Linked DNA regions of Danio rerio: region 1 is linked to region 2. The links are chromatin contacts, called in public Hi-C maps. All regions are on one chromosome and are shown on one strand. The core of a region is the stretch at or near the end of the contact, and the rest is flanking DNA. Distances in the headings are between cores, read along the strand shown. Region 1 holds the start of tbc1d10c (TBC1 domain family, member 10C). Region 2 holds the start of kdm2ab (lysine (K)-specific demethylase 2Ab).

Evidence for each region. Hi-C and Micro-C count contacts between places; a contact is called where the count stands out from the background.
Region 1: a Hi-C map of embryo shows a contact between it and region 2, with 2.0 times the contacts expected there. The contact joins the promoter of tbc1d10c here to the promoter of kdm2ab in region 2. A contact is called at or near these places in 2 of 18 Hi-C or Micro-C datasets (embryo and hematopoietic stem cells).

What each region holds. Positions count from the first base shown.
Region 1 is chr14:26,212,729-26,216,505 of GRCz12tu, forward strand. It overlaps tbc1d10c (TBC1 domain family, member 10C), which reads left to right and starts at 2,324. Exons shown (of 11, transcript XM_073921801.1): 1 at 2,324-2,477. spon2a (spondin 2a, extracellular matrix protein) reads left to right here. Exons shown (of 6, transcript NM_131007.1): 6 at 1-345.
Region 2 is chr14:26,063,307-26,067,286 of GRCz12tu, forward strand. kdm2ab (lysine (K)-specific demethylase 2Ab) reads left to right here and starts at 1,958. Exons shown (of 23, transcript XM_005173143.6): 1 at 1,958-2,136; 2 at 2,922-2,960. The coding sequence starts at 2,925.

The DNA of each region.
Region 1 (3,777 bases), core at 1,074-3,573, 150 kb after region 2:
AGCCTCCTATTAAAAATATACATTTAAAAGATAGATTTGTGAGGGGTGTACTTAGACCCTGAGCACTGTGCATATAGGTTCAATATATTAGATATTATTATTATTCTATATATGGCCATATAAAATTATAGCTTATACATTTTAACATACAGTGTTCAGCATAACTGAGTACACCCCTATTGAAAATCAATATTTTTTATCCATTTCTCAGTGACTATAGACAATACTTGTTGGTGCTATTATACAAAACCATTTTATTACTCTGTTATATCCATTAAAATTAGATCAATATATGATTTAAATTCAAACCAGTTATTTCTACAAAATTAAAAAACACTAAATTTCAAGTACATTCATTCTTTTTTTATGTTTCTCTAATTTTTTCCTGCTTATTAAAATGTTATTTCATATCTTCCCCCAACATACTTTTGGAATGTTATCTTAAATAATTTTGTCAGATTAGTTTCAGTTTTGACTAATCTAATGAATATGGACTAATGTATTATTGTAGAGCATTCTATAGAAAATCTTAATTTACAACAGAGATCTGTGACGGGTGCACTCATGTTTGCTGAGCACTGAATCTCATATATGTAATTTGCATATATTGCCGTATATCAGCTTTCTATATGGGTTAGCACCGTAAATCTCATACAGACATGTTCAAAATGCTGTATGTGTAGAGTTTGCAATATTACGTGATGATATATCAAACTTTTACCCTTCATATGTCATTCATCAAATAGGGGACCGCCGAGTTGTTGTGTACACTACCTGTAAAGAGTCAGTAGTCATTAAGAATGTTTAATGTTACTGAAACTAGACTCTTCTGCACACCCACTTGATAAAAAAGATTGTAAAGGCAATAATATTGTGAAGTATTTGAACTTTTTCAAGTGTTTTCTAGTTGGATATAATGATTTGCATCATTGCTCCAGTCTTCAGTGTCCTTCACATGATCCTTTAAAACCAATATAACATGATGATTTGCTGCTCGGGGAACATTAATAATCAATTTTGACAATGACTGTGCTGCCTAAAATGATATATTTTTAATGAATGCCATAAAAAATCTATTTATTTAGTGAGGTTTTTTTTTTTGTTACATTCTTTGAAAGATTAATTTAGTTCCAGAATTAAAGTTTTGCCCCTTGTCAGTCAATAGATTCATTTCTTTATTCCTTCAGTTAAAAAGAGACTTAGGTTTTAGAAAAACACATGCATTTTCTCTCTATATAGCGGACTTCTATGGTGCTCAGTAAGCTGTACTTCTAAATTACAGTTTAAATAATCTACATGATCCCTCCCTGGAAATAAGGGTCTCTTCTAACAAAACAAGACCGAGAGAAGGTTGAAAAGTTTATAAATTAGAATTGTTCTTGGTGTAAAGAACATAATCTTAAAAACTCTTTAAAGAACCTTTAGTGGAATGAAAAGTCCCCATGGATGATAAAGATTCTTCATGTCAATAAAAAAAGGATCTTTTAAAGGGTGTAAGTATTAAAACAGACAGAACAAAAGTTCAATTGTAAATAATAATTCACTATATTACTGGTTTTACTGCATTTTATTTAGTCTTGGTGAGCATGACAGACTTATTTCATAAATAAAAATGTACAAATTCCAAACTTTTGACCAGTCATGTAAATATGTTGTATTTTACGTTTCTTCTAATAATAAACTATGAAATTCTTCCTCAAATCGTCTCAGCTTCTTGCATTTTTGCTGTACTATTCTTCAGTGTTAGTAATAAATTGTGCAAGAAATCAAATAAACTTTTGTACAACTTTTGTCCTACTGTCATTAAAACTAAATGATTTTATTTATTTATATATATTTTTTGCAATAATGTATTAAATATTAGAACAATACTAAATATGAGCTTTTTCATATCTAAAACATCCTGGACTCAAGACCAACTCTAGGACTTTTTCCCATCTCTCTACTTGTATTGACTTTATAAATCACACAAAGAATCACACAGCACTTTAATGAATAATCTACTTTGACAAATCTGTGGATAGAAAAAAAAACATGATCTGCAATTATAATTTGATTACTGCAGCTTGTGGACGAATATTAATCAGTTTGTTAGTACAGGCGAATATTGATGCCTAATGTTTTATTTTGGCAACATTGTCTTGCTTGAATGAAAGCAAATACAAATTTATATTGTGGTAGTTACACTTATTTAATTATCTGGGAAATAATAAAGTGTTACTATTGTGTTCCCTTTTTCTTAATTAAATAAGAGCCATCTTTTGAATTTCAGGGGGAAGTTTAGTCAGGGCGGCGTCTTTGTGCTTTGAAAAGTCGCCATCTTGTGGAGAAAACTGATATTACAGTGTCACAGGTTAATATTGATCACACATTTAAACCAACAAATTTTCCTTATTTGTTCTTTAACGTAAAGCTCAAATTCTATTATTTCAAAGCCGTGAAACACATTCAGAAAGTCAACTTTCTTCTACGTGTAGGTAGGTATATCTAAATATTTTACAAACACACACCATTTGTTTCATGCGTCAGCGTTTGAATGGGTGATCATGAAAAGTTCCAGAAAAGAAATAATTTTAAAGATGTTTGGACATAGTGATGTGTTTATTTTTCTGTTTCAATCCAGAATAAAACATTTCTATTTGATTTGTAATGAGATAGTTGGAGTGTAAATGTCAAACGCTACTGAGTCAACAGTTTAATCAGCTGATGAAATACAGACAGTGCCATTTCTCACATAATAGACTGCTCTGTATTTTGCACCACGTTGCTTTTGACCTACTCCCGGTTGGGATTGATTTAATTTTTTTTTTTTATAATTTATTTCTTTTGCTATTTGGTTATTAATGTATTTTAAGTGCAAAGGCACATGATTATATTTTAATTAATAATGATTTTGGATTATTGGTCAAATGCATGCAGTTCTACCAGGTAATTTTTTAAAAATAAAAGTTTATGTGACAATCTTCAGTAGTGATTTCTGTTATTCAATGCTTTTTATTTGACATTTTAAAGAACATTTATTTTCTAATTTTAACAAATAAAGGCAGTGCTTTCAGAAAAATATTGACTCACTAAAAAGCAGTTGTTTTCTTTTATTGTCCAAGATGTTTTAGCTCATAACCAATTGTTTCGTGCCACAATGTCAGAGCTTAAGTATGATGCACACTGGTTGTTGACATATTTTGTTCATATTAGACTCACGGCCTGACATTTTGTACAGATTATATTCAGATTTTTGCAAGTATTTAATGATTTTGCTCTGAGAGAAAATGTTGGATTATTCAAGAAATATGTAACTCTTCAATATATTCAATATATTGCCTCCATGTGTTAATAATTAAATTAATAAACTGCCCTTTTTATATTCTTGCTGATATAATGATAACTTAAAACTAATCAGCCGATAAATATCAGCGGCCAATACATCAGTGCATCCCTTATTTTTATAAAACCCATTTCTGTCCGTTTTTTTCTTTTTTAAATATGAACGCAGGCTGGTTGGCTGGTTTCATCTGGTCGACCAGCCTGGATTTAGAGGTGTTTTGGCCAGTTCCAGCCTGGTCCTGGTCAGACTAGGAGATGACCAGCTAAAACCAGCTTGACCAGTCTAGCCTGGGAGCCCAGCCAAAACCAGCTATTTCCAGCTTAAACCTGGTTGGTCATGCGGCTCATTTCTCAGCCTGACCAGCTAGGACCAGACTGGAAATGGCCCAAACCCCTTTAAAACCAGGCTGATCAACCAGCTAAAACCAGCCAACCAACCTAGGCTGGTTAAAG
Region 2 (3,980 bases), core at 708-3,207:
GGCCATCCCCTGCGTAAAAACGTGCTGCATAAGTTTTCGGTTCATTCTGCTGTGGCGACCCCAGATTAATAAAGGAACTAAGCCGACAAGAAAATTAATGAATGAGCTATTATGCTATTGTTCCACAAGAAATGTACTATAATCGAAATTAAGATATTCTAAAGTAAGATGATATCCTACACTGTAAAAAAAAAAAAAAAAAAAAAAAAAAAAAACCCTGGTTGTCTTAAATTTTTAAGCTGAATCAATTTAGCCCTACAGTAGGAGTAGGCTCACACAAAATCTGCACGCACAGATTTCTGCAAATTTTTAGCCCATCATTAAGTCTATGTATTTACTTGCGTAAATGTGTGCAAATTTATATTTATTCAGTTTTTTTTTATTAATTTCACAAATATTTTTGTGATATTATTATAATAATACTATTAAAATGTTCCTATGATTTATTTACAATACAGTTTGTAAAGTAATATTTTCTGTTTTACAGTAGAGATATTAAATGAGAGACTTGCTTTGTTTATATTAAAAAAGTGGATATAATTGGATTTACATTGTAAACATTAAATAAAACTTATAAATGTATTATTTGTTGATTTCATATTTTAAGTTTTTAGTTATGATACTCCCAAAATCATTCCGCATAACTCTGCAAGTCTTTTACAAAATTCTATGCCAAAATAGCAAAAAATTTTCTCAGATTCTGTCTCTGACCCAGCAAAAACACAATGGCACTTTTTAATGTTGGATCAATATGCCACAATATATGGGTTGTCCTGCTGTTTAACTTGTTATTGTATTGTATTGAGTCCATTGAACTTATGTGTTAATAATAGTGTTTTTAAAACTTTTGCTTGCTTTGTCACAGAAGATTTATTTATTTAATTTTTAACAGAGAACTTTTTTGTCTTACCTTTTATTTTGAAAAGAGGAAATGTGCAATATAAATCTGGACGTAATCTATAAGACACCGGAATACAAATACATACAGTTACAAAGTGTTAAGAACAATAAATAAAATAATCCATAGAAAGGAAAAAAGAAACGAGAACAAAATAAAGAAAGGGAAAGACTAACTTACTGGAAGCATGATTTTTTCATAAGTTTATATTAAATTGCAGATTTTGTTGTTGTTAGATAAACGTATAGCTTTAAGCAAATAATAAATTTCAATTAAAAATTAATAAATGAGGAGAGGATTTAAGAAATTTTTGTTTTACAGACAATTCATATCCTATACAAAGGCATTTATACAATATTGCAAGCAAAAGAGCCACTTTCCTAGGTTATATTATTTATATCTGAGCTGAATGCGTTCATTACTTCATTACAAAATTGCATTCTGCAAATACAAATGCTCATCAACTACACAAACCTCTATCCTAGACCCTAGTTATCAGACAATATTTCTAGATGTTTTCATAACAATCATTCAGTGGTTCAGTGTTTGAAAGATTTGGTTTTAATCCCCAACAGTAAACCAATCAGTGAACAGACATGTTGAACGATGCTGAATGATGGCAGGTGGCTTTTGACTTAGCTGTTTTACAAGACAATAACTATTATAATGCCTCGGTTTTAATCCTCTTACGAAATGCGGTTGCCAAAAATTGACCAATGAGTTTTCGTAGATCATATAGATGTGTGCGTTCATAGGTTTGTATTTCGACAAAAATATCCTCACCACTTATAGGCTGCAACAATGACCCGATTTTCTCTCCGCAGCCAATAAACCGCCCGGTCCACACAACAATTCGAACATTTATTGGCTCCCGTTATATATGAACGAGCTAGGGGCGTTACCAATCTGAAGCTCCTTTATGAATAGCGTCGCTTTCACCCAATCGTCTTTCGACGATTCGACGAAATCTTTAATTTGCATTGAAATTCGCATCTCATTGGCTGTTGCTTCTGGGGGCGTGTCGTATGAGTAGCTAGTAGTGGTGTGTGTGTGTATCATGACAATCTGAAAATGGCGGATGAAAGCGGATTGATTTAACTTTATCGAACAAAAATAAGAATATCAAGTGAAGAACGACACCATCGCACAGGATGAGTTTGCAGCTCCGCGGGGATTTTTAAGCATCCTCCTACACAGCGGCTCCACACTATCGGCGGAAAGCGAAAGTTGAAGGCTAGGTATTGTTTAAAGGTCTTTTTGTTTTGTTTCTAGCAGGCTAACGGGCTAGCGCGGTTTGTCAATGGAAATGCTAGTGGGTTAGCCGGATAGCCTCCACTGTCAGGAGCTTGACTCTGCTACTTTATACCCACCCTATATTTTCAGTAACAGAGCAGTTACAACCGAGCCTTGTGACGAACCCAAGCCCATTTATGTGGGGAATTATATTAACGTTATCGGCCTTCGGTCAACAGTAACGTTAACGTTAGTGAAGCGCTCCTTCAAGCTAGCTGCTTCAGACTAACTGCAATAAATGTCAGTTATCTGTCACAGTTCTTCGTTTATCATTTATTTTAGGAGTAACATGTAAATGGTTTAAGACTGTTTGGCATTTAAAACGTGCACTTACGTTCTCGTGAATATTCTCAAAAATGGAAAATGGGGTGTTTAAACGGGCTCTGTTGTCTGATCACATCTTACTACTGCTCATAACGAGTGTGTCTCAAAGCCCAGTGAGCAGCCTACTTAGGCAGCAGTTAACTCCTTTATAATACACAGAATGCTGTGAGGTGGGCAGTTTTGAGAAACATAAACCGGCTAATGTTTTTGATGTTAAAAAATTAAGAAGTACTTTCATAAAGTCGAGTTTTAAGGTCAGTGGTTGTTTAATGTAAGTAATTTTTTGCCTGGCTTCAAACAGATTAATTCATGGAATAAATAACTGCATTCGCTACACCTGATGCAATTTATTTATCAGCACCTGTAAGTAAATGTATAATTGCCAATGTGTATCTTCATTTTTCAGAGTATGTCAGAGGCTAAATCCCGTTATAGCAAACGACTGGTAAGTTTCTCATTTACTCAACAGCTTTTATCCAAACCAAATTGCTGTCTGGGGAACGTTTATAATCAGTTTTTTAAACGAGCTGTAATGCTGTTATATCGCCGACAGCTGGCGCTCGAACCCTGCCGTCACTCCCTGCCTATGGGTTTTGTTGACTTTACAGTGAACACGCCCGAGGGAAGATACTGTCAAAACCTCATTCTCATGTGTTTATGCTGTTATCTTGGAGGGACTGTGCCACAGCAGCTGTAAAATAATAAACTAACTTCTTTATTGTTTACTTTAATTGTCTCTGATATGTATATGGCCCATAAACACGAGTTTGAATAAAAGGAAAGTGTTTCAATAATATTTTGGAAAAAGCTGGATTTGGAGTTATATTTGAGGTAGAACTGGTTTTCCAAAAGTGTTAGTGCTTTTAAAATTTATATTTTATTTGGTTTTCTAGTTATCCAAATGCAGATTAAGCGGCCACACTTTACAACAAGGTTTAATAAGTTCATGTATTTACTAATATTAACTATTTATGAACAATATAGGGTAGTCGCGATACCATCACCAGCTGAAGAATCGTGGTATCAAGTAGTGTTGCAGTACTGTAATTCATAACTCAAATATGTGAAATAAAGAAAATAGTCAGAAATACTATATTTTATATGTTATAATAGGCCTTCTTTAATTGAATTTCTAATTCCCTTGTTATTGAAAAAGGTATTTGCACATCACTTCACCTAGGGTCCGTTCTTCGTAGCTCGCTTAAATGATCTAAGATGATTTGGCAGATCCTGGATCTTTTAATCTTGATAACTGATCTCTTGCTAATTTGGTTCTTCAAACAAGTTCGCGAATCAGATTAAAATGTCTGGATAAACTGATCTGAGATCGCTGCTTGTGTTGTGAAGGACAGATCTATCGATCCTCGAAATCATGATCAGCAATGCAGCGATTGGCTGACGGCACAGCAGCGTAATGACATCATCTGATTAATATTCAATTATCCATGTGAGCAAAATTACATCA